7 separate regions of the Mus musculus genome follow, and all the other regions are linked to region 6. A link is a contact called in public Hi-C, HiCAR-type and promoter capture Hi-C data. All regions are on one chromosome and are shown on one strand. Each heading gives the region's core, a stretch centred on a gene start, on an enhancer-like site or on the middle of the called end of the contact. The rest is flanking DNA. Distances are from core to core; before and after follow the strand shown. Region 1 overlaps Myo16 (myosin XVI). Region 2 overlaps Myo16 (myosin XVI). Region 3 overlaps Col4a2 (collagen, type IV, alpha 2). Region 4 overlaps Myo16 (myosin XVI). Region 5 overlaps Myo16 (myosin XVI). Region 6 holds the start of 3930402G23Rik (RIKEN cDNA 3930402G23 gene). Region 7 overlaps Myo16 (myosin XVI).

Region 1 (3,145 bases), core at 469-2,968, 350 kb before region 6:
CACCAAGGCATCTAGAGCCCTCCCGTAGCCTCTACAGCACAGATGCACACAGACACAAAGCTAAATAACAAAATAGATCTCTGCAAAACAAAGGGAAACCTCAAGGCAGCAGAACAGATGAGGGGCATGGCAGGCCTCCAAGCATGGCCTGTGAACCTGCTCCCTCCCCCAGGTCATATCAACCAGCCAGCATTGCAACTGAAAAGTTGTAGCATATCTATAGCCCCACTTCGAGTTTTCACAAAATACATTCTAATCTGAAAAAGAAAGAAAGGAAGGAAGGAAGGAAGGAAGGAAGGAAGGAAGGAGAGAAAAGAAAAAAAGAAAAGAAAAGAAAAGAAAAGAAAAGAAAAGAAAAGAAAAGAAAAGAAAAGGAAAGAAAAGCTGCTTTGAAGCATTTATGATCACTTCTGTAATATCAGGAATCTTAATGACATGAGCCTCGGCTGTTCCCACCCAGATGCAGGAGTTCCCAACATACACTTAATGGAATTTTCCCAAGCCTGTGAGGGAAATGGGTTTATACGCTTGTGTGACATGCTCCCCTGAGATAGAGCAGGGCGATCTCTGAGACTGTGAAAGGGTTATGGTAAGATAGGGAAGGGAGAGATTTAATGCCCCTGCCGTGTGCTGGAGCAGCTTACATGATTATTAAGGCTTACAGGGTTTCATCCTCAGGAGAGAAAATCCACTTTCTACTGAGGGATCCCCGGGGTTACCATTCATAGTGAATCACAGCTCAGGCTCCCAATCGTCTTCTCTTGAATCTTTATTTTGAAAGACATTTTTATATCTAAAGTCATCTAGTGTGTGGCTAAGTCTCCCTTCTGGCAGGCATCAGTGGTAGCTCCCATTAATACCTGGATGGCTGTGAAGCTTGGAGATTGGCGCGCACGTTTTGCAGAGTGGGCTCACAGGGTTTCTTTTGCTTTTTAGCATGGTGACTTGGAGAGCACTAAACTGTCAGTGAATTTCCCGTTGCAGGTATTTTGAACACAAATGTGTTATGCAATAGTAAGGGAGAAATTGTGTACAGAAGTAAGGTCGGTTCTCTGGTATATAATTCTATCCCAGGACTATTCTGGAGACCTCCTTGTAGGATTTCATGAATAACAGTGTACATTAAAATAGTTCACTTTCTGTTTATCTTTGAGACAGAGTCTCAATTTGTAGCCTAAGCTGACCTCCAACTTATGGCAACCCTCCTGCCTTAGCTTCCAGAGTGGTGGGATTTAACAGGCACAAGTCAACATTCCAGGCTTTAGATTTTTCTTGTGAGCTAAATAATCATGGACATTCTAATAATACAGAACACAGAGTTGGGGGTGGGGAGAGGCACATAGACCTGACTGAAAAGATTAGCCATGTTGGACTAACAGCAGTGGGGGGCTTCAGGCACCATTTTTAACAGCCTGCTGCTCCCACACTCTATTCTGAGTTAACTACTACGAATATGCCCATAATACAGGTGGGGAAACAGAGGCTCAGAGAAAAGATAAGCTTGCCTAGTGTTCCTCTACAAAGCCTGACAGAGCAGTGGGTCTGTCCAGTACAGCTCTTTCCACAATTCTTTCCTTGATGCTGCCTGAGAAAAGACCAGGGGTAGAGGGGTTAAATACATATTTTATTGCTTCCGTGTGACAGTAACAGTCACAGAGCTTGGGTGAGAAAACTCAAGACTGTTGAATATGTACTTTTCGGGTTACAGGTAAACAGTCCTATAAATTCCAGAGACAGAATTAGACCAGTTAAGCCATTGAGGTGAAATATGACCAGATAGTTATTTGCCTTTGCCCTGTAAGAGCTAAAGTTTCAGCTAACTGCCACAGGGTTTTCTTCTGATGATCTGAGAATCACCATGCTAATTATTTCTCGTTGCTTCCTTTGAAAATGTGAGGCCCTTTTCAAATGGCAAAGGAGGCTTGGCCAGGACACCAGGAGGCGCTATTGCTCTGAGTGGTAGTTCCCGGCATGTTTGTCTTTATGGACTCTTAACTGAAAGTCACTGAACAGGATCCCAGGAAGATGGGGTATCCACGGAATACAGCGTGTGGTAGAAGTCTGAGGAGAAAAGTAGAAGGGAGCCAGACAGAGCTAAGATGAGTTTGATTCACAAGTTATTCCCTTAAAACACAACGAAAGCACAACACTCATTTCATTATTCCCTGACCCCGTGAATCCAGAGCGTTCCAGATGTAAACAAGTACTTGGAAATGATTACAGCAGAAGACTACTATAACATGTCTTCCATACAGTAGCTGGGTTGACTACTGTATGGAAGCTCTACCTTCTGTAGAGGCCAAGAGGCACATAGAGGCTTAAATATAGACGGAGGCATAGATATACAGATATTTCCTAGATCCAGAGCCTGGTAGCACTTTCATTTAAGGCTTGCTTAATCCAAGTAGAAATCATCATAAGTTTCTGATATTCTACTCGATTATATAAACATTTCAGATAAAGAATATTTTGAGTTTGGAAGTCTGTATTTTATAAATTAAATCTTACAGAACCGTGTTTTTATTTTCGAATACTGTTTGTTTTAGAAGGGCTTTAAAGTTGGCCTGTGGAAGGTTTTGAGTGTACTGGAGGGAATAGGTTACACAAGTAAGTACCTTGTGGTCTGGGATGCTTTGTCTTTCTTTTCTCACACCACTCCCCATCACTGGGTGAACTGGAAGTGCACGCTGGGGCTCAACCTTTGTTAATATTTATAAATACCTCATGTTTACGTTCTTCAACAGGAAAGGTATATTCTTAAGTGTCTTTACCTCAGACAGTCACTGCACCCAGTCTAGGCCCATAGGGTGCCCACTACCCACAACAAGGCTGATTCTGGAAGCTAGGGTTCACTATTCATTGTATAACCACAGCAGTTTGCATGCCACAAAACAAAACAAAACTAAACTAAACTAAAAACAAAAAACAAACTCCCAACAAGATTCCCCATTCCATCTTGTCTTACGCAGGAAAATAAAGGCAGCGGCGGTATCTTGATTCAACATTTTACAAAGCGTTGATGCTTCTGTGACAGGTACAATGCTGTACCCTAGACACTGCTTAGCAATGAGAAGCAAGATGGCGCCCGCTTCCTGGCTGACCAGCAGGATTGGTGTCTGCTTACTCATGCTCCTTGTCTGCAAGT
Region 2 (3,127 bases), core at 100-2,599, 490 kb before region 6:
ACCTTGCAGAGTCCAGTGGGAAATGCTGCCTTCTGTTAATTATGGAATGCTATACCTAAGAATTGCTTGAGATCAGTACCTCCAGGTGCTTACTTTATAAATGGGAAAGTGGCAATTCCCAGCTTCAGGTCCCACTCTTCCCTCAGTTCCAGGCTTCCAGACCAGGCCCTCCTCTCCTGTTCCCTGCACCCATGTGCAAGAACAGCTTGGGACAGTGGGGTGTTTCCTGCAAGTGATTGGACTACAATCACTATTTATATATATATATAATAATGATTATCCAGAACACACTGATTCATACCAGAACAGCAATTTAGGGCAACGCACATGGAGCTGAGATTTGATTTTGAGCAGTTTCTTGAATCTCCCACTGTGGGTCTGAAGAGTGGCAAGCCCAACCCCACCAGAATGCTCCCGGTTGCTTGGAGCTCCCACCTCTGAATTATTCTATCTGTTCTCTGTAAACACTTAGGAGGTGGAAAACCTATTCGTTATCCTATCGGCGATACTACACATCGGAGACATTCAGTTCACTGCACTAACAGAAGCTGACTCGGCCTTTGTCTCTGACCTCCAGCTTCTGGAACAAGGTCAGTGGAGCACCACCACCTTGATGGCAAAGTCGTTGGGGGTGCAGTTTCACAGTTTTGCCAGCAGATGGCGACACAGCACAGAATCCGGCTGGCTGCAACAATCACTAGCTGGTCTGAAGTCTTGGGGGGAGGGGAGAACCTCTTTCTTTTCTCGAAAGGGGGTGGTTGACAAACGTGCTTTCGTGGTCCCATTCTGCACAGGGGTATCATCATATACTTTAGATCATTTGATATTATTAGAATATTCTTTGCCCCAACCTGCTGTCCACACAGTATTTGGAGAGGAGTCGTTAGCTAAACATTATAAACTCACAATTACTTTCCTTTAAACACCATGTTCAAAAGCCCCTCTTGTTTGATATTGTTTTCATGGTCACATCTAGTTTTAAAAAAATATCCTCAAACCACGGGCTTCCAATAAATGGCCTATTTTCACCTGTTTCAAAGTTATTTTAATAAGGAATTTGGAAAAAAATAATCCAGCCCTATCTACAAGGGTGGTGAAGGGGAAAATATGTCCTTACTAAATCCAGACAGACACAAGATCCCACCAGTGTCTGGAGTACTAAGGCATTTCTCTAGATGAGTTTAAGCCAGAGAGTAGAAGTTGCTCTCCTTCTAACATGAAGTATGCACACAATGGACACAAATCGCAGTGTTCTTAGTGTTGAAATGCATGGTGCTTTCTTATTTACAGCTGTGTTTGATTTCAGTGGCAGGTATGTTGCAAGTGTCGACCGACGAGCTGGCATCCGCCCTAACAACTGATATTCAGTATTTTAAAGGTAAGTCCTTGTGCAACCTGACTTTTACCTTTGTACAGTCCCTGGGCTTCTTTGAAATGGGGAAATTAAACACAGCCTTGCCTGTCTCCACACGGGGGAAACTGTTTGCATGGACTGAGTGCCAGGAGAAAGCACTGAAAGGCTGCTGTATGGGAACCCTGCCATGCTCCCGGGAGATCATTCTGAGTAACTAGCCCCCTTCCTAATCAACCTGTCAGTTCAGAAAAACAAAGCCATCAATCTAAGAGGATGTATTCTCATAAAACATGGATCTTCATGGGGGAGGGGTGCGGCCTTCTCTCTGCCTTTCCCCGCTCAGAATGGGGGCTGTCATTTATTTGGTGTTTATGAGGGAATGGCATGGAGCCAAATGGTCCGAAGTTTGTCATTTCTGATCTCAAGAATGGTCAGGAGGCGGGCATAACTATTACTCTCCTCAGGGAGGAAAGTAGTCAGATTAAAAGGGGTTAATCACCAGAGATGCCAAGCCACTGGTAAAGAAGCTGTCTACCTTCACAGGGCGGCTTCAGCCCTCTGTGTATGCCTACTCCCTGTGGCACCCACTGGTGCAAGGCCGTGCTCCGTGCACAGGAGACTAGCACTCCTGCATGTGCTTCAGCTATCCACTGAAATGTCAGGATGGATGCCCTTCTTCAACCTTCCTCTTCATAGCTGTGAGGGCTGGCCTCCCCGGGCACTCTATGTCGAACTTACCAGCTGCTTCGTGGGTCTGGCTTGCAGGGATTTTGATGCTTGGCTAATGACCCCTACTGCTTAGAATCCCCCCTTCCATGCTAATCAACATACTGAGTTTTCCCATGATCCATCCAGCTGTTCCCCAGGTTCTGCTGGCTCCCCTTACCCCTCACCCTTCTCTACCAAGTAGGTTGGGTCCCTCTGACCTCTCAAAGAGCTTCCCTCCTCACAGCCCTCCATTTCCTGTCCAGCATCACAGCAGCAGCTTCTGTTGGTGTTTTCTTTCCTCTGGAAGTCGCTCACCTCCACGGGAATGAAATGGAAGTGTGCTTCTCACCTGCGCGCAACAGTCTTTCCAAGACACCACTTTTCTTAGAGAATGCTCCTCCCTATAGGACAGACTTCCAGGCCCCCTTAGCCATTCTTAGCCATGTCTCCATCTACGTCTCTGCTCCCACCTATGTCAAGTGCCTGGAGTTCTCAAGATGCTGCTGGTCTTTCTGAAGACATGTTCTTAGTCGGGGTTCTGTTGCTGTAACAAAACACCATGACCCAAAAGCAAGCCAGGGAGGAAAGGGTTAATTGTGCCTACACTTCTGAGAAGGAGGTCAGGACAGGAACTCAAGAGGGTCAGGAGACTTGAGACAGGAGCTGATACAGAGGCCATAGAGGGATGCTGCTTGCTGTCTTGCTTCGAATGGCTTGCTCAACCTGCTTTCTTAGAGAAACTAGGACCACAGCCCAGGGATGAGACCACCATGGGTTGGGTCCTCCCCGAATTGAGCATTATATGAGAAAATGCCTTACAGCTGGATCTCATGGAGGCATTTCGTCAACTGAGTCTCCTTCTTCTCCGATGACTCTAGCTTGTGTCCAGTTGACACACAAAACCAGCCAGTGCACATGTTAAATTCCGCTGGTCACTCACCATCCGGTTCCCTCAACACATCCCACCCAACCTCCTCTCACCACATTGCCCACCCTTCAGAGCTCCTCAACCACGTGAACCCGGAACTTTCGTGGTGACATCTGGAAGGCTGCACTTGTCCCCTG
Region 3 (3,016 bases), core at 517-3,016, 460 kb after region 6:
GGAATGTTCCTCGGGCCTTGAGCACACACCCACACGTTTCCAGCTCTTTCCTAACCATGAAGTTGGCTTCCACAGACTTTGGTTTTACAGCCAACTCTTCCACCCAGTTGTTGCATTCACCCTCGACTCCAGCTCCGTTTCGGGGGTTGATTCCATGGTGGGGCTTAGCTCTCTGTTGTGGGACAGAAAGAGGCAGCATCTTCATAGAGTGTCTGCTGTGACACTCATGGTGTTAACACTGACTGCGTCACGCCAGCTTAAGATGGTCTGACCCACGCATTTTAAGATGAATAAGAACATAATCGAGCAGCATGGAGCATTGTGTGGCCCAAAGGAACTCCAGAAAGGGGTTCCTGTGGGAATGAAGTGCTTTTGTTAGGCTTCTTCAAAGTTCTTCTTTAGTTTAGAAAATCCTCTTTGGGTACAGCAATCCTTACTGATGGCTCTGGGTGTTTTGCTCGGCTCTGCTTATATTCTGAAGGATTGTTGGTCCTGAGCAGTGGTTCCCAACCTGTTATTCGTGATCCCTTCTTGGAGGCCACATCGCAGAGATCCTGCATATCAGACATGTACATTATGATTCACAACAGTAGCAAAGTTGCAGTTAGGAAGTAGCAACATAAGGAGCTGTATTAAAGGGTCGCAGCATTAGGAAGGCTGAGAACCCCTGCTCTCAAGAGTCTTAGAAACCCTGTCTCTGTGACTAAGTCACTGTTCTAGTCTATGTGGCCATGTGACCAAACACCTCAGACTAGAGAACTTAAGGTCATTGCTTGGGCCTTGGAGAAATGCAGTTAAGAGCACTTGCTAGCCGGGCAGTGGTGTTGCATGCCTTTAATCCCAGCACTCGGGAGGCAGAGGCAGGTGGATTTCTGAGTTCGAGGCCAGCCTGGTCTACAAAGTGAGTTCCAGGACAGCCAGGGCTACACAGAGAAACCCTGTCTCGAACAAAACAAAACAACGAGCACTTGCTAGTTGGTCTAGGTTCCCAGACCCACACCCTTCTGTAACTGCAGCTCCCGAGAATCCAGTGCCCTTCCCTGGCCTCCATGGGCAGTGCGCACGTGGTACTCATACTCACGAAAGCAAACAGCCCACACCTGAACACCACAGATTCAGTGTCGAGGGAGGAGTCACTGCGTCCCAGGCAGTGCCTAGCTCCTGTGTCCTCTCATGGACAGGGTAGTCCACTAACCCGTTTATGAAGATCCACCTGTAACCTTCACACCTTCTGATAACAAAACCTTCAATGCCACTTTGGGGGTGGGGGGTGGGGCACAGGTATTCACTTCAGCATGTGGGCTTTGGGGATCTTCACATACTCAGACCAGAGCAGTTTCTGCCAGGTGATACAGCTTAGCAAACAGTATAACGGTGGTGGATTTAAGTTGCTTCCTTTTGCTATCTGGCCTTTGACGCTATCACTTCTGGGTCAGTTCAGTGCTTCTGATATAAAGTTAAATGGCAGAGTATGCAGCCAGAGGAGCTGGGCTGAGGTCTGAGGGACAGTAGCGTTTCAAGAGACCACGGAGAAATCCCTGCATGAAAGCTAAGAGAGAAGAGACAGGAGAGGCCCATCAGGGCCATGCGCCACCCTGCCAGCTCACAGGGGACACCCACCTGCCATACTCACACTGAGGGGAACTGGCAGTGTCCACTGGGAACTGTCTTGTCTGTTGCTTTGTGGAAAGGTACACTAACAGACAGCGACAGCCAGGGCTCTTCACAGCAGGAGATAGTACTGTGGTTGATCGCTGTGCTGGGTAGACTGCAGCCAGCCCACAGTGGTCACAGTTCTGCCTCCCAGATTCTTGTCTGGTGTGTCAGATCCAGAGCAGTGCTACTGTTTTGCATGAAAAAAAAAATTAATATTTGGATCACAGGAATGGTTGCCAAACTGAATGGCTAGTACATTCCCACAATCGCATAAGCCATAATTCCCCAGTGTAGACCAGATAGTGGGTTACTATTCATAACCCTAAATCTCTGAGCTGAAGAGGCCTGAGCACACCAGAAAGCTCCCCCTAGATATGTTGAAAGCTTTCTAGGGAGTCATGGCCAAATGTGGCCCTCAGTGTTCACAGAGGAAGGACCCCTGAAGGCTGGAGCTGTACTTCAAGATCAGCATACCGCCTGGTCTTAAAGAGGTTACAGGCTGAGGACACACCAGCAAATTAGGAGTCATAGTTAGAAACCATTCCATGTCTAGATACCTCCCCCAAACCCAGGCAAACCCAGGCCACCCAGTTGCTTTCAAAGGGGAGTTTGTACAACTGGAAATGGGTTTCTACGATAACAGTACTTTAATAAGAAATTTAATTTGAATTATTTGTGATTTACAAATAAGTCAGCTGTTTTCCCTCTGGCACCATTGACAATCAACTTTTTTTAAAAGATTTTATTTATTTATTAAGGACACTGTAGCTGTCTTCAGACACCCCAGAAAAGGGTGTCAGATTTCATTATGGATGTTTGTGAGCTACCATATGGTTGCTGAGATTTGAACTCAGGACCTTCGGAAGAGCAGTCAGTGCTCTTAACCGCTGAGCCATCTCCCCAGCCCCCGGCAGTCACCCTTTTAAACCTATAACTGTGTATATACAAGATGGGGTGGGGTTGTGCCACAGTGTGCTCATGAAAGTCATAGACAACTTTGTGGAATAAGTTTTCTCCTTCCATTCTCGTATGGGTCCCAGAGGTTGAACTCGGTCCATAAGACTTGCTTGTCATACATCATCAGCCTTGCCTGTCACACATCAGGCTTCCCTGTCACAAGCCATGTCACCATCTCACTGGCCCAAAGTCCATTTTTACACCTTCTAAGTGTAAGAGACATATAACAGTCCACCTGTGTGTGCGCACGTGTGTACTTAGATAACTAGGCATGTGGATCAATGATAAAGATAAATAGAGACGGTGGATACGTGGCAGAGACTGACAGAAGATAGAGAGAGGCGTGGATGGATGGAGGTTGGATAGACATTTCTCCTGACTCCATTTAACCAAGCTGACTGCT
Region 4 (2,836 bases), core at 61-2,560, 510 kb before region 6:
GTATGTATGTTTTTAACGTGTGACTGTGTTGTGTGAGAGTATATATGTATGTTATGTGTGTCTATGTTTGACTATATGTGTTCATTTGTGTGTTTATATATAAGTATATGTGTGTGTGCAGGTGTTTTCATGTGTGCATGTGTGTATGTGCGTATGTATATGTATGTGTGTAGGTGAACATATATATGTATGTATATATGTATGCATGTGTGCTTCTGTGTTTCTCTGGCATGTGTATATGTGCATATGTGTGTATATGTGCATGTATGCACATGTACTTGTGTGTTTGTATAACGCGTGTGTGTGTTCTTTCAGATCTTGTTATATGGATCTAGTAAAGTGTCATACTAGTGACTAGTCCCATCTGCCCAGTCGCCGCAGCGGCCACTCGCTAAGTGGAACCCTTTGCCACTGCACTGGGCACCCACACTGCCCTGCCAGAAGTGCCTCCTTCCCTCTGAGTATGGAGTGGGGCCTCCCCTACCCCGTTTTGTATTAGTCTGAGTTCCTTTGAGCCCTGGTAGGCACTGTCCACACCCCAGCCCCCTTCTCACGTATCTAGGGTTTTAACACATGGTAACCTCTCTTGAAGTCTCCATGTGTTCTCTGGACTGCCAAGACTTCATGTTAGATAGGGTTCTCTAAATGACCAGAACTGGTAAAATGTATTACACAGGGAGATTCATAGATGGTTCACACTGTGTTCTGATGATGACGATACTTGAGAAGCAGCAACTTCTCAACCTGTGAGGCTCAACCTGCCTCAGCCATCCAGTGCGGCTTAGAAGGCAGGGTGGACTCTGGGGAGAGCCACTCATTCTTGGTCCGCTTTGGATGAGTGGAGAACTTTGGTTCAAAAGTCAGTAAAGGATGGTGGCAGCCACTAAAGCCACAGGGTGGATGCCCTCACCAGCAAGGAGCAAAAGCAGGCAGGCAGCACTGTGCCTCCGTCCTGACATCCTGTCTGGGCTACCACTGGGAAGTGCTGCTTACTCTGGGGGAGAGCCCTGACACCTTGGTCAATCTTTCTTAGAAAGGCACTCAGAAACTGGTCCAAAAGCTTGCCTCTTAGTTGACCCCAAATCTAATGACAGTGACATTCAGGATCACAGTCTCGGTCGCCTGGAGGACACAGTGTCATGGGACCCAGCTGAAGGTAACCTCTTTCCTTTGTCCTAGCTGGGTAACACACTGCCAAAACTTGTGCTCTGACAGAGCTGTCAGCTGAACCCACCTGTGTCGCAACAGAGCCAGAGCTGTGGATGCCGGCTGCATTTAGAGAACAATCTCTTCAGCAAGAGGGACTGCCTATAGCCCATGAATATGCAACAATAAACACAGTTCATGAATATTCAGTGGCACATATGTGTTTTGCCCTGCTCAAAGCCTGCATGCTCAGTCGTTGAGTGCAGTTGAGAGGAGACCAAGTCTCCTAGGGAGAGGGATCAAAATACTTCTCTCCTTCATGGGCCAGGCAGACCGCTCAGTGCATGTGGGTGACAGGGATCTCTTGGCTCCCACTCAGTGCCAAGTGTGTGCCCGCCCCTACCCCGCCACCCGTCACTGCTCCTGAGGAAGCTTTTGCCTATTAGCATCCTACAGAGAACAATGGAGATCACACACTTATGAAGAGATTACAAGGAAGGGTTAGGTTTTTCAGGTCCACAGAAGCATTGGATTCCAGGATTGTCCCTCCACTCTTCTGTGTGGCTGCCTGACTATGGCCTCATCCAGGATCAGGCCCAGAGTCTTTAGTGGATTAAATCAAGAGTCAGGACTTTGAATGACCCGGTCAAGTTGATGAGTGACATATCAGAGTTACTGAAGTCCATTATCTTTTTCTGTTATTGTTTAAGTTATTTACTTTTCATGCCAATCACGCCTTCCCCTCCCTCCTCTCCTCCCAGTTCCTCCCGCTGACTACAACCCCCCAATCTATCCCTTTGCCCTTTCTCCTCAATAAAAAGGAGGTTTCCCAAGGCTATTAGCCAGCCTTGGCATAGCAAGTTGCAGTAAGACTAGATGCATTTTCTTCTATGGTGACAAGACAAGGTAGCCCAGCTATGGCAAAGAGGTCCAGAGGCAAATGATGCTGCCAGAGACAGCCCCTGCTCCCACTATCTTTTGATGGTGGATCAACCTGAATGTGGAAAGGCACTGGAGCCTCAGGGCCCCAGGGGGCCGGGTAGGATCTCTCAGCAAGTCCCTCCAGGCCTGCTGCTGGTCCTTCTTCCATTCTCATTGGGCCACGTGATTAATGCTACACATCACAAGCTAACAACAACAAAAGTACAAACAGAAATTAAAACTCCCGTAAGAATGTCCGCTCACATATCCTAGGCCAGAACACCATCTGAGGGATCTAAAATATACCGTGTTTCTGTGCCAGCCAGGAGATAAAGAAAACATTTTTCCTTAAGTGGGACTCATTTAGTTGCAATGAGAAAGAGTTTGTCAGCAGGGCCTGGAAGGGGTGGGGTGGGGACGAGGGGACTTGGTATACTCCTTCTGTGTGTTTTAGGGAACTCCCTCAGGCTCACATCAAACATGTGGGGGTCACCACCTCGGTTTTTACAGAGTCCTGGGATCAGGTTATATGTTTACACATCTGCACGTAAAGCTAAAGATACATTCTTTAAAATCAGAACTTGGAAGTTACTAGGGGACTGAAATTAAAAAAACAAAACAAAAACAAAAACAACCACAAAAACAAAAACATAAAAACAACCTTCCTGATGTTCAGCATGGAGTTGGCACAAGGCTCAGCACACCTCTGTTCCAGCTGCATACAGCCAGGTCTGGAACATACTTCTGTCCCGCCTGTATCCCAGTTCAG
Region 5 (3,082 bases), core at 109-2,608, 390 kb before region 6:
CCTTTGGTCCCAGTGTCTCCTACTTCAAGGGTGAAGCACAGCCCCAATGGCCCAGCTTCCTCTTTCTAGGTTTAGCTTTTAATGGACCACCACTTCTCAGTAGTCACAGGCAAGGACCCAAGCCTTCAGCTCTTGAGCATTTAGGAGGCACATAAGATCCAAACTATAAAAGGAGAAGAATTCAAAAAACCCACAGAGTAAGGAAGCAGTCTTGAGCGAAACAAACTGTTCGTACTGGAGCCAGGCCTGCAGGCTGGGGGAGCTGCTCATGAACCCCACTCCAGTTTCTCTTTGCTCTGTCTCTCATCTGCCTCACAGTCACCCTAGGTGGCTTCTAGAAGCCGAACCTTCTTCTCAATCATCCCAGGCCACACATCTACCTTGGAGGTGACAGCTGGGTCTTGCTACCCTGAAACTGGGTGGGTGACCGGAACAAAAAGCTTACTGTAGTATTTGTCAATTTTTTTACCTGCGGCATGTTTTAGATGAAACATTGAGGTAGTATACAAATATTAACTGAAAATATATGACTTAGGTTTTTGTATTGGTCTTCCATGAGTTCGCAGCGCTATTCCCTGTGAGAACTGTGATGGTTGCGTTCAGTAGACACAGTGTGGAATCTCTGGGCATTTCTTCTGCTCCCCCAACCCCCTCACCTCCCCTTTGAGCTTTAACAAGTGGCCAAGTTTTGAGTTTCAGAGCTTCTCCCCGTGTTCCGTGTTACACATGATGTGTCTCATAGGCGCCCGGGGCAGCAGTCACTGAGCTGGCACAGGAAAGAAATAACTTAAGGCAAACTAACATGGGGGCACCCACTAGAGATGGAAGGGCACCTTAGGTGACATCAGGAGAGCATCATTGGCTGTCTTTAGGAAAAGGGGATTTGAGTGGAGAATGAAATCCTGGATTCATTGGAGGTCAAAGGTGACACAGAGGGCGAGCTTTTGTGAGGCATGCATTACTGCAAAACGGCCTCAGGTTTAAAGTCTATTGTTCTGAGTAGAAGTGCAGGGTCCTTGATGGGGTAAACATGGAGATGCTATTTCAGAAGCAGGGGGGAGCAGATGTCTGCACACATCAGAATGTGTATGAGAGCGGCATGACCTTCACGTCCCCATCAGAGAAAGTGTCACAGGTATACTCATCCATGACCAAGAGCACAAGAACCCAAGCTCAAGCACAGAAATCGCGACTTCACCCTCTAACCACTCAAGCGCCTCCTTTGTTTTCCTCCTTCCTTTTCTTCTTATTTAATCTTGGTGGAAGTCGGACTTTAAGTCACCGTCTGAGGGAGGACGCTTACTCATGCTGGGTTGTCATGGTTGCGCGTCGGTGCTGAGACTGGATTTAAAAAGGAAGAAATTACTAACCCAGAGTGATGTCAGCTCCCCGCTCTGGAGCCTGAGACATCAGTGTGAGCTCCACAGAGAGTATGGTTTAGCAAGATTGTGGGAGCTGAGGTCATTTCCGCTTAATCATTGCTGGGAGTTTTAAGTAGGTAATTGTAGAGTAGTGGTTTAAGCATAGCATGATGTAAAAGGTTTCAGGGCGTGTAATGTTTCTGTAAAGAATACTCTCCAGTGTTCACTGGTGTGTGTGTGTGTGTGTGTGTGTGTGTGTGTGTGTGTGTGTGTGTGTGTGTATGTGTGTGTGTTCAGACGCTGAGAGACTCTGAAACACTTCTCCCAGCAGGGAAGCTACTATCAGTGCTAATACCCAATCAGGATTCCCAGTGTATAGGTTGGTGTCAATCATGGGAGGAAGCTGGGATGCACATTGATGTACGCTGGTTGGCATCAGTCTTACCAGGACTGTGTCCAGGATGGGCTACTTGGCATAGCAATGGAAGAGAGTATTAAATTGAGACACACATTGGTACTTTTAAAAACGAAAATCAAATATATTTTAATAGGGAAGCATTTTCATCTCATCACACAAATATATTTTCTCCTTACTTAAAAAAAATTACTTTTCTTGCATGTGTATTTGTGGGTGCCTACATCTATGTGCATCACGTGCATGTCTGGTTCTGGCAAGAGACAAGAACCAGGCACTGGATCTCCTGAGCCTAAGATTGCAGATGGTTGTGAGCCACCATGTGGGTGCTGGAGCCCAAACCCAGAAATTCTTCAACAGCAGCAAGTGTTCTTTATTGCTGAGCCACCTCACTAGCCCAGCCTGAGCTTTTTTTTTTTTCTCCATACAATAAAGTTGAAAATACAAGAGGGAGGGAACTAAGGATGTGTGTGTGTGTGTCAGAGAGAGAGAGATGAATACAGAGAAAGAGGCAGAGAGAGATAGGCAGAGAGAGAGGCAGAGAGAAAGGCAGAGAGAGAGAGAAAGAGAGAGAGAGAGAGAGAGAGAGAGAGAGAGAGAGAGAGAGAGAGAGAGAGAGAAAGAGAGAGAGAGAGATTTCCCCCCAAGTACATCTGCTAATGAGTTCTGCATTCTCTAGTTATGGAAGACAGATTTTCTTCAGTCTTTTCAAGGGGAGACATCTATATCTATATTCTTCCTGCTGCAAGATGAGTAGTTGTAATCACAGACATCATGCTTATTTATATTTTATTTCTAGGTTAAACAGAAAATCACTTGTGTTAGAAACCGAGTTATTCCTAATAGAGTAATCAGACCCTTCTGGTCCAAAAGCAAAGCCTGTGTTGGAAATGTACTGCTACCCGGCTGGAGAGATGGCTCAGTGGTTAAGAGCACTGACTGCTCTTCCAGAGGTCCTGAGTTCAAATCCCAGCAACCACATGGTGGCTCACAACCATCTGTAATGAGATCTGATGCCCTCTTCTGGTGTGTCTGAAGATAGCTACAGGGAATTTACATATAACAATAAATAAATCAGAAAGAAAGAAAGAAAGAAAGAAAGAAAGAAAGAAAGAAAGAAAGAAAGAAAGAAAAATGTACTGCTGCTACAAGAGGTTCCACCATTGATTCTATTCTGGGCTGTGAATCAGTTCAGAAATTAAGTAGCATTTAGTAAGGGGCTGCATGACAGAGGAGCCAGGACAGCAATGGGCAACTTCTGCACCTGAAGCATGGCTCCCACACTGCGAAGGCACAGAGCAGTGAC
Region 6 (2,935 bases), core at 390-2,889:
CCAGGCTGCTCTGTGTTGTCTTCTCCACCCCAGCACACCTGACCCCCTCACACAGATCTGGGGGTGATGTGCTTAGCAAGTGGTAACTGACAATGAAGAGATAGTTCAATCCATGTCCAGGTTCCTGGATGTCTTGGTTCAGATTTCCCAGAGGCAAGCTCGGTGATTGTTCCTGGTTCTGTAGCAAGAAAGGCAACAACGGGTCTGAGAGCAGGGAACACAACACTAGGGAGTCTGCAAATTTCCTGCAAGCTTCATGGGGAAATGTAAGGCTACTGCAGCAAGGATCCTGTGCACCCTGCTCTCCTGACCCCGTGAGACATAAAGGCTGGGTATCCTGTGCTGAGGGCTCCACCCTCCCCTCCTGTATTCTATGCAGGCTCCTGAAGCCCTACATCTGGGGGAAAGTGAGGTCGTGTTAGTTCCTCTGAGACTCCCAAGGGTCTAACTGCAACGTGTGGTAGTACCTTTGCCACCCAGGGAATCCACTGGGACTCACAGGACAGGCTGACTCTGCCTGTCCTCCACTTGGCTCCATGATACTGTGCTTTGACTGAGCCCATGGGAGGCCTCACTGGGAGGTGGCACTGGCTTAGTATTGCTCCTGCTATGTCCAAGTAGAATCCTTGCCTCCGCCATAAATTGTCAGTGGCATGGAGCCATTGGCTACTCAGTTCAGTTCCTTGGGTGACAGGACTGCAGCTCTATAGAGGGAGAACATAGATGTGTTCTCTCAACAAATAGTTGAAGCTAAAGATGGAGTCTTCTCACACTGAGTCCAAGAACTCACAGCCACACGCATAATCAGCCTCTCACTGGAACTGCCCAAGACCCAGATGCTCCCAAACCCTCAACAGTGAGCTCAGAAACTCATGAGCCAAAGACATAACCTGACAAAGCAGACCTGTGGCAGACACACAGTCCAGAGTGCTAGCCAAGCACACTCAAGCAGCAGGAGAGTGAACTCCAGGTGCAGCATAAACGAATAAGGGGTACTCAACAAAGCCACAAAAGGGATTGTGATCTATAGTTAGGCATTGTTACGTCAGGGCTGGCATGATCAAGGCCACCATCTTCCGTTTGATCGTTTGTTGTTTGTACTTCTGATTTTAAAAATGAAGGTACAAAAATATTACGCAGTCACAAACACACTGGCACAGGAGGCAAGCATGAATCACCCATAAGGGATCGAATCCACGTACCTTCACGTCCATGGGTGTGAAGCATCCTGGTGTTGGCTGGAGTAGATGGAACTGTGGGTGACTTCATGAATGCAGGGTTTCCTCCTGGCCTGATAAAAGGAAAACGTTCTGAAACTGAATTGCGGTGTCAACTACACAGCTCTGTGAACAGTCTGAAAACAGTCATGCCGGGTCCCACCACATCGAATGATTTACGTCTTAACAAAGGTAACAAAACCTATAGAGGGGCATCGAAGCAAGGACTCCCACCTGGCTTCTTCGTCACACTGTGCTCATGACCTCTATTCAGCGTCACCAGTAAGCCATGATCTCTTCTGGGGCAAAGGCCCCTGGGATTTGGATGGATGCCCAGGACTACAATCAAATGTTCTGGGGGGACCTGGTTCGACTCATTTCCTGGCTCACTCACACATTCCCCTTTGAGGTCTTATCCCAATGAAACAGCTCGTTCCGGTGGAGCCAGAGACTTCCAGAAGGCAGGGCCAACTTGGTCAACATCTCGGCAGCTTGAATCCCGTTGGCCTGGAAACGGTGCAAGTTTATCTATTTTGTAACCAAGCCCCGGCTCAATGAAATGTACTTTCCGCTGAGCTCCTCTCAGGGGCTTTGCCTTTCTCTGTCTATAGGGGAGGGATCGTTGCCAGGGGGATCTGGCTCTGTGGACAAGCTGATTTCCCAACCTGGGTAAGCTGGCTTTGCGTCCCAGGGTGTGCACGTCGGTCCGAGCCCTGATGACGGCAGAGCCCTCGGCTCTCGTCCCAGATGTCCACCTCCGTAAACAGTGCGGAAAAGCCCAAGCATCTCCTTGTTGCTTGGAAACCTAGGACAGACCTAGGGGGAGACAGTTTGATGGCCTAGTGAGTACCACCCTGAGTCTGTGATGAAAGCCTAAAGGAAAGGGGGGTGCCAGTAGACAATGGAGCCTCAGCTCTCCCCAAGCTCAGGCAGTCCCCTGGGCTGTTCTCAAGGCATCCAAGCTGCCCTGACAAGAAGGAGACAAAGCACTTCCCAGGACAGTGGGAACCCTGCCAGAAACTTCCAGCTCCCCGACATTCCCAGCCTTGCCTCTTGGGTCCTTTAAGACCTGTGAACTCACTCTGAAAGACAACTTTGGATCCCCTGGAACTGGGCTTACAAGGAGCAGTGAACCACCTGATGTGGGTTCTGGGAACTGAACCCCGATCATCTGTAAGAATAGCATCGTGTGCTTAACCTTCTAGCCACTGAGACTTCTCTCTAGACCCATCTCGGTCACTACTTTTAAAATGAAACCATTTTAGAAGTGTAAGACATATTACACTTTCCAGGAGTGAAGGATTGGGAGGGGGGTGTGTGTGATAGGGCTTGGTGTTGTCAGAACACCGGATAAGTGAACCCACACAGGAAAGAGAACCAAATACGAGGTACAGGTACCCACAGTGTGGCCCCTTTGCACAACCTGTGTACTATCTGTGTGCCATGGCTTTCCAAACCCTCCCCCTTGGGAGAAACTTGGCACAGGGTCGATTCGTGTTGTTCCTACAACTGCATATGAATCCAGGTATGCAATGGCCTTACATGTTTTAACTCTATTTGTTTTGTAAACAAACATGTTATGCTTTATAACTGCAGTGCTGTGCTGGTGAACAGTACACTACGTTACGAATTTGGTGTCTTAAGGCATCAATTAGTCACAATCAAGACACTGAGTAAAGTTAGAAGGATCCATCAAAGAGATTGACCAAAGTCAAGAG
Region 7 (3,032 bases), core at 337-2,836, 450 kb before region 6:
TGTGGGGACCAGCTGGCCTGTCCCCTCGCCTTACCTCACCAAAGCTCTGCCTGTCCATCAGAGCCTCACTAGGGAGCTTGCTTCTTTCCTGGAGTACAAATCTCCAGCAGGGGTTCTGGAAGAGAAGCTCTTTCTGTGAAACTGTTAAGTCTGCATATGATGTATCCCTGCTGAGGAAAGAACATTTATGTTTGCCACTTCCATTTTAATTATGAAAAGATAGAGATGTTTATGAAAATAGCCAGTAGAGAAGGGAATTTGAAATTTTAAGTTATTCTACTTTGTTTCAAAAATATATCTTGTTGTGTTTCCTCAACTTAAAATGTCGAATTCCCTGAAAACTGAGGTTATTTTGTTACTAGGAAATAGTAGCTGCTATAAAATTATTAGACTTTAGCATGAAGTGTTTACCTTAAGTGCACAAAAGAGAAATGTCCCTTCTCCTGAAATGGAACCACTAGAAAATATTAGTTTAGTTATAGGATTGCTCAGAGAGCACATGGGGGAGAAAAGGGGCTCTGGAGACTGACCAGCTTGGTCCTGCAGGAGGTAGGCTGGAGGCAAAGCAGAGATGGGGCTGATGGAGCTGAAGGGAGTCAGGAAGAATGATGTGGGCAAGGCAGGTGTAAGGGCCAGTTCCTGCAGACACTGGGGTTAGGCTCAATTCTCAACAGCTGTGTTCCTGGAACCCACCCTCCTCCTCCAGTGACACCCGGCAGACATCTTCCCCTTTGGGCACATTCTCCCAGTCTTGGGCTTTGGCCTCTCCTGACCGCTTTTCAATGAGGTTGGTGTGATCCAAGCACTGTGTGTGAGGTGGGGAGATGGTGGAGGAATATATAAACATTTTAAGATAAAGCAAAAGCTTAAGGGAGGGGCTGTATGAGGGGGAACAGGGAGGAGGCAGGGACTGTGATTGGCATGTAAAATCAATCAATAAATTAATTAATGGAAGAAGAAATAATAAAAGACCTATGACTAAAAGATAACATTCTGTTTTCTCTGGAAAGAGAGTAATTGGAGGGTATATTCCAATTTAAATACACTATTTGTGTCATAAAGCCCTTACTCTGGATATAATTAGTAGAGGAAATCTATGTCTACTTTCACCTATAACCAATAGGTAACCAGAAGCAGGGGACACAGGAGCCCCACTCCTCTCCCTGGGAGCCCACAGCAGAAAGGCATTTCTCTCCAGTTGTCCTCAAGAGCCTGATCCATCTTCCTTTTAGAAGTGGTTTTCCTTTTTTTGAGTGCTCGAGACTTGTTTGCATGTTGGCACTGTGGTTACATTTGTTGTATTTAACATGCCCACCTCATGCTGAACATTGGGACAATATGACCTCACAAGTGACTGAGCGAAGCTGTCTTCCAGGGCAAGATCCATGAGTCATGCAAATGGAAGACTTAGTCTGAATGTCCCCATCTGTGTGCAACTGGGGGTGGGGTGGGGGCTGTAGCATTAGCAGGTGGCTCTGCATAGCAGACTGTGTTATCTACTGTATTGTTTTCTTCCCTGAACAGCTCTGTGTCAACCTGACCAACGAAAAGATGCACCACTATATCCAAGAGGTGCTTTTCCTACAAGAGCAAACAGAGTGTGTACAAGAGGGAGTTGCCATGGAAACTGCCTGTTCTCCTGGTAACCAGGCTGGAGTTTTGGATTTCTTCTTCCAGGTACTTACATAACATAATTAGAAACTTAACAGGATGCCTGCATTCAGGTGCCCCGGAGAGAGAGAATTTTCTTTTTGAAGGTCTTGTTTGTGAGGTATCCTTGTATATGAGATTCTGCAATGCCTTCATAATCCCCCAATAGATTTTTTGAGAAGCACAAATTATCCTTGCCTGAAGGGGCGTTGGAAAGCTCACAACTTCATTGAAAGGACAAGAAACATCAGAACTTGCTCATATAAGGATATTCACCATTTTACTTATCAAACCTAAAGGTCTCATTAGCCGATTACATGAGGCCAAAGCACAAAATGAGTTCTGTAATCTGATATAGGCCGAGAGACCATGAAATACATTGTTTGTTGTGCATTGGTCCTTAAAGGTCCTAAAATTTAAATTTTGAAATGTTGGCAGAAAAATATATGTGTATATATAAAGTTTGATTTTGAGTTGATCTTTAATTAAAATTCGGCCTAATTGCATCAGCATATGTTTATATCCATATTTATTGTTTCTGTGTACATTGAAAAGCTTTTGACTCATTATCTTTATTGTATCTATAAATTCTATAATTCTATTATTATGTAAGGCAGCAAGATATCTTAGTGGTAAAGGCACCTATCATCCTGGACATACCTGAAGGAAGGAAACAGCCAACTCTTGCAAGTCACCCTCAGACCTGCATATGAATGCCCTGGTGTGCAAACAGGTGGACAGGCACATGTACACACACTTGAACACACACAGAGACACACACATGGTAGGGGGAGATAATAAATATATGTGAGAGCATGTTTTATCAAGCATGTCAACAGTAACTTCTGTTTCCTATTATAGGATGCTGTTTGAAGTCACCCATCACTTCTAAATGCTTGACTAGTATTTCAAATAGGCACCATCTAGGTTTTTTTGAAAGCTTGTAGTAGCACTTTCCACCTTCTGTCTCTACAATTGTATATTTCTCTAAAACCATTTGTGTTTTCCTAACACTGTAGCAGAGGGATCTAATTCCTGCTACCCAGTTGTCAGGATAAGAGTTATATATGAGAGATCCAAGGTGGCAGAGTGCATCCGTGGGCAATCATAGACATGTGTTAAAAGTCAAGGCACTCCCATTCTGGTTAGCTGTGTGAATATAATAAAATTGGAGAGCGTATGTCAAGGATGCCAAGTGGAGCAACAGAAGAAAACGTTTGACCTTTGCTGACTTTCAGAAACCATCAGGATTCTTCTCCTTACTGGATGAGGAGAGTCAAGTGATTTGGTCAGGGGAGCCAAACCTCCCCAGAAAGCTGCAGGGTCTCCTGGAATCCTCAAACACAAATGCAGTCTACTCCCCTGTGAAGGACGGCAATGGA

Evidence for each region. Promoter capture Hi-C pulls out the DNA fragments that hold promoters and counts their contacts. A called contact is a pair of places that touch in the nucleus more often than the background predicts. HiCAR-type assays count read pairs that join an accessible place to other places.
Region 1: a contact with region 6 is called in a HiCAR-type map of astrocytes, with 5 times the contacts expected there. The contact joins the enhancer-like site here to the promoter of 3930402G23Rik in region 6. A contact is called at or near these places in 19 of 39 promoter capture datasets (the 3T3-L1 cell line, 3T3-L1-derived adipocytes, the C10 cell line and 13 more), 3 of 15 datasets of contacts at CTCF or cohesin (the NIH/3T3 cell line, large pre-B cells and pro-B cells), 21 of 484 Hi-C or Micro-C datasets (the G1E-ER4 cell line, the N1E-115 cell line, adipose-derived mesenchymal stem cells and 12 more), 23 of 115 datasets of contacts at active chromatin or transcription factors (the NIH/3T3 cell line, T-cell acute lymphoblastic leukemia, astrocytes and 15 more) and 1 of 9 other capture datasets (embryonic stem cells).
Region 2: a contact with region 6 is called in a Hi-C map of stem cell-derived neural stem cells, with 2.2 times the contacts expected there. The contact joins the enhancer-like site here to the promoter of 3930402G23Rik in region 6. A contact is called at or near these places in 7 of 39 promoter capture datasets (the 3T3-L1 cell line, 3T3-L1-derived adipocytes, the HPC-7 cell line and 3 more), 5 of 484 Hi-C or Micro-C datasets (the N1E-115 cell line, cortical neurons, nephron progenitors and 1 more), 16 of 115 datasets of contacts at active chromatin or transcription factors (astrocytes, differentiating embryonic stem cells, embryonic basal ganglia and 9 more) and 1 of 9 other capture datasets (embryonic stem cells).
Region 3: a Hi-C map of adipose-derived mesenchymal stem cells shows a contact between it and region 6, with 3 times the contacts expected there. The contact joins the enhancer-like site here to the promoter of 3930402G23Rik in region 6. A contact is called at or near these places in 2 of 39 promoter capture datasets (the 3T3-L1 cell line and liver) and 2 of 484 Hi-C or Micro-C datasets (adipose-derived mesenchymal stem cells and muscle stem cells).
Region 4: a contact with region 6 is called in a promoter capture Hi-C map of neural stem cells. The contact joins the enhancer-like site here to the promoter of 3930402G23Rik in region 6. A contact is called at or near these places in 6 of 39 promoter capture datasets (cranial neural crest, embryonic stem cells, hippocampal neurons and 3 more) and 10 of 115 datasets of contacts at active chromatin or transcription factors (astrocytes, embryonic fibroblasts, embryonic stem cells and 3 more).
Region 5: a promoter capture Hi-C map of hippocampal neurons shows a contact between it and region 6, with 2.7 times the contacts expected there. The contact joins the enhancer-like site here to the promoter of 3930402G23Rik in region 6. A contact is called at or near these places in 2 of 39 promoter capture datasets (hippocampal neurons and liver) and 4 of 115 datasets of contacts at active chromatin or transcription factors (astrocytes, bone marrow-derived macrophages, embryonic brain and 1 more).
Region 7: a Hi-C map of cortical neurons shows a contact between it and region 6, with 2.3 times the contacts expected there. The contact joins the enhancer-like site here to the promoter of 3930402G23Rik in region 6. A contact is called at or near these places in 3 of 39 promoter capture datasets (the 3T3-L1 cell line, the HPC-7 cell line and cranial neural crest), 1 of 15 datasets of contacts at CTCF or cohesin (the NIH/3T3 cell line), 1 of 484 Hi-C or Micro-C datasets (cortical neurons) and 2 of 115 datasets of contacts at active chromatin or transcription factors (embryonic basal ganglia and forebrain).

The regions. Positions count from the first base shown.
Region 1 is chr8:10,572,348-10,575,492 of GRCm38.p6, forward strand. The region is part of intron 32 of Myo16 (myosin XVI); the gene reads left to right. Among named protein-coding and RNA genes, the nearest start is that of Gm32330, 99 kb to the right of the region's middle. Within about 2 kb of position 1,719, at least 14 of the 459 cell types and tissues checked have an H3K27ac peak or open chromatin away from gene starts, as enhancers often do. A contact at or near this core is called in the N1E-115 cell line, astrocytes and neural progenitor cells, where this site is marked.
Region 2 is chr8:10,438,327-10,441,453 of GRCm38.p6, forward strand. Myo16 (myosin XVI) reads left to right here. Exons shown (of 35, transcript NM_001319151.1): 18 at 473-590; 19 at 1,307-1,378. Among named protein-coding and RNA genes, the nearest start is that of Gm51561, 9.6 kb to the left of the region's middle. Within about 2 kb of position 1,350, at least 10 of the 459 cell types and tissues checked have an H3K27ac peak or open chromatin away from gene starts, as enhancers often do. A contact at or near this core is called in the N1E-115 cell line and stem cell-derived neural stem cells, where this site is marked.
Region 3 is chr8:11,385,700-11,388,715 of GRCm38.p6, forward strand. The region is part of intron 4 of Col4a2 (collagen, type IV, alpha 2); the gene reads left to right. Among named protein-coding and RNA genes, the nearest start is that of Gm46030, 47 kb to the left of the region's middle. Within about 2 kb of position 1,767, at least 35 of the 459 cell types and tissues checked have an H3K27ac peak or open chromatin away from gene starts, as enhancers often do. A contact at or near this core is called in adipose-derived mesenchymal stem cells and muscle stem cells, where this site is marked.
Region 4 is chr8:10,417,776-10,420,611 of GRCm38.p6, forward strand. The region is part of intron 16 of Myo16 (myosin XVI); the gene reads left to right. All of the region lies in intron 1 of Gm51561 (a long non-coding RNA gene), which reads right to left. Among named protein-coding and RNA genes, the nearest start is that of Gm51561, 11 kb to the right of the region's middle. Within about 2 kb of position 1,311, at least 21 of the 459 cell types and tissues checked have an H3K27ac peak or open chromatin away from gene starts, as enhancers often do. A contact at or near this core is called in neural stem cells, where this site is marked.
Region 5 is chr8:10,533,688-10,536,769 of GRCm38.p6, forward strand. The region is part of intron 28 of Myo16 (myosin XVI); the gene reads left to right. Among named protein-coding and RNA genes, the nearest start is that of Gm51561, 100 kb to the left of the region's middle. Within about 2 kb of position 1,359, at least 75 of the 459 cell types and tissues checked have an H3K27ac peak or open chromatin away from gene starts, as enhancers often do. A contact at or near this core is called in hippocampal neurons, where this site is marked.
Region 6 is chr8:10,926,818-10,929,752 of GRCm38.p6, forward strand. 3930402G23Rik (RIKEN cDNA 3930402G23 gene) reads right to left here and starts at 1,640. Exons shown (of 4, transcript NR_135302.1): 1 at 1,452-1,640; 2 at 1,203-1,291; 3 at 468-704; 4 at 1-178.
Region 7 is chr8:10,473,100-10,476,131 of GRCm38.p6, forward strand. It overlaps Myo16 (myosin XVI), which reads left to right. Exons shown (of 35, transcript NM_001319151.1): 22 at 1,525-1,677; 23 at 2,889-3,032. Among named protein-coding and RNA genes, the nearest start is that of Gm51561, 44 kb to the left of the region's middle. Within about 2 kb of position 1,587, at least 17 of the 459 cell types and tissues checked have an H3K27ac peak or open chromatin away from gene starts, as enhancers often do. A contact at or near this core is called in cortical neurons, where this site is marked.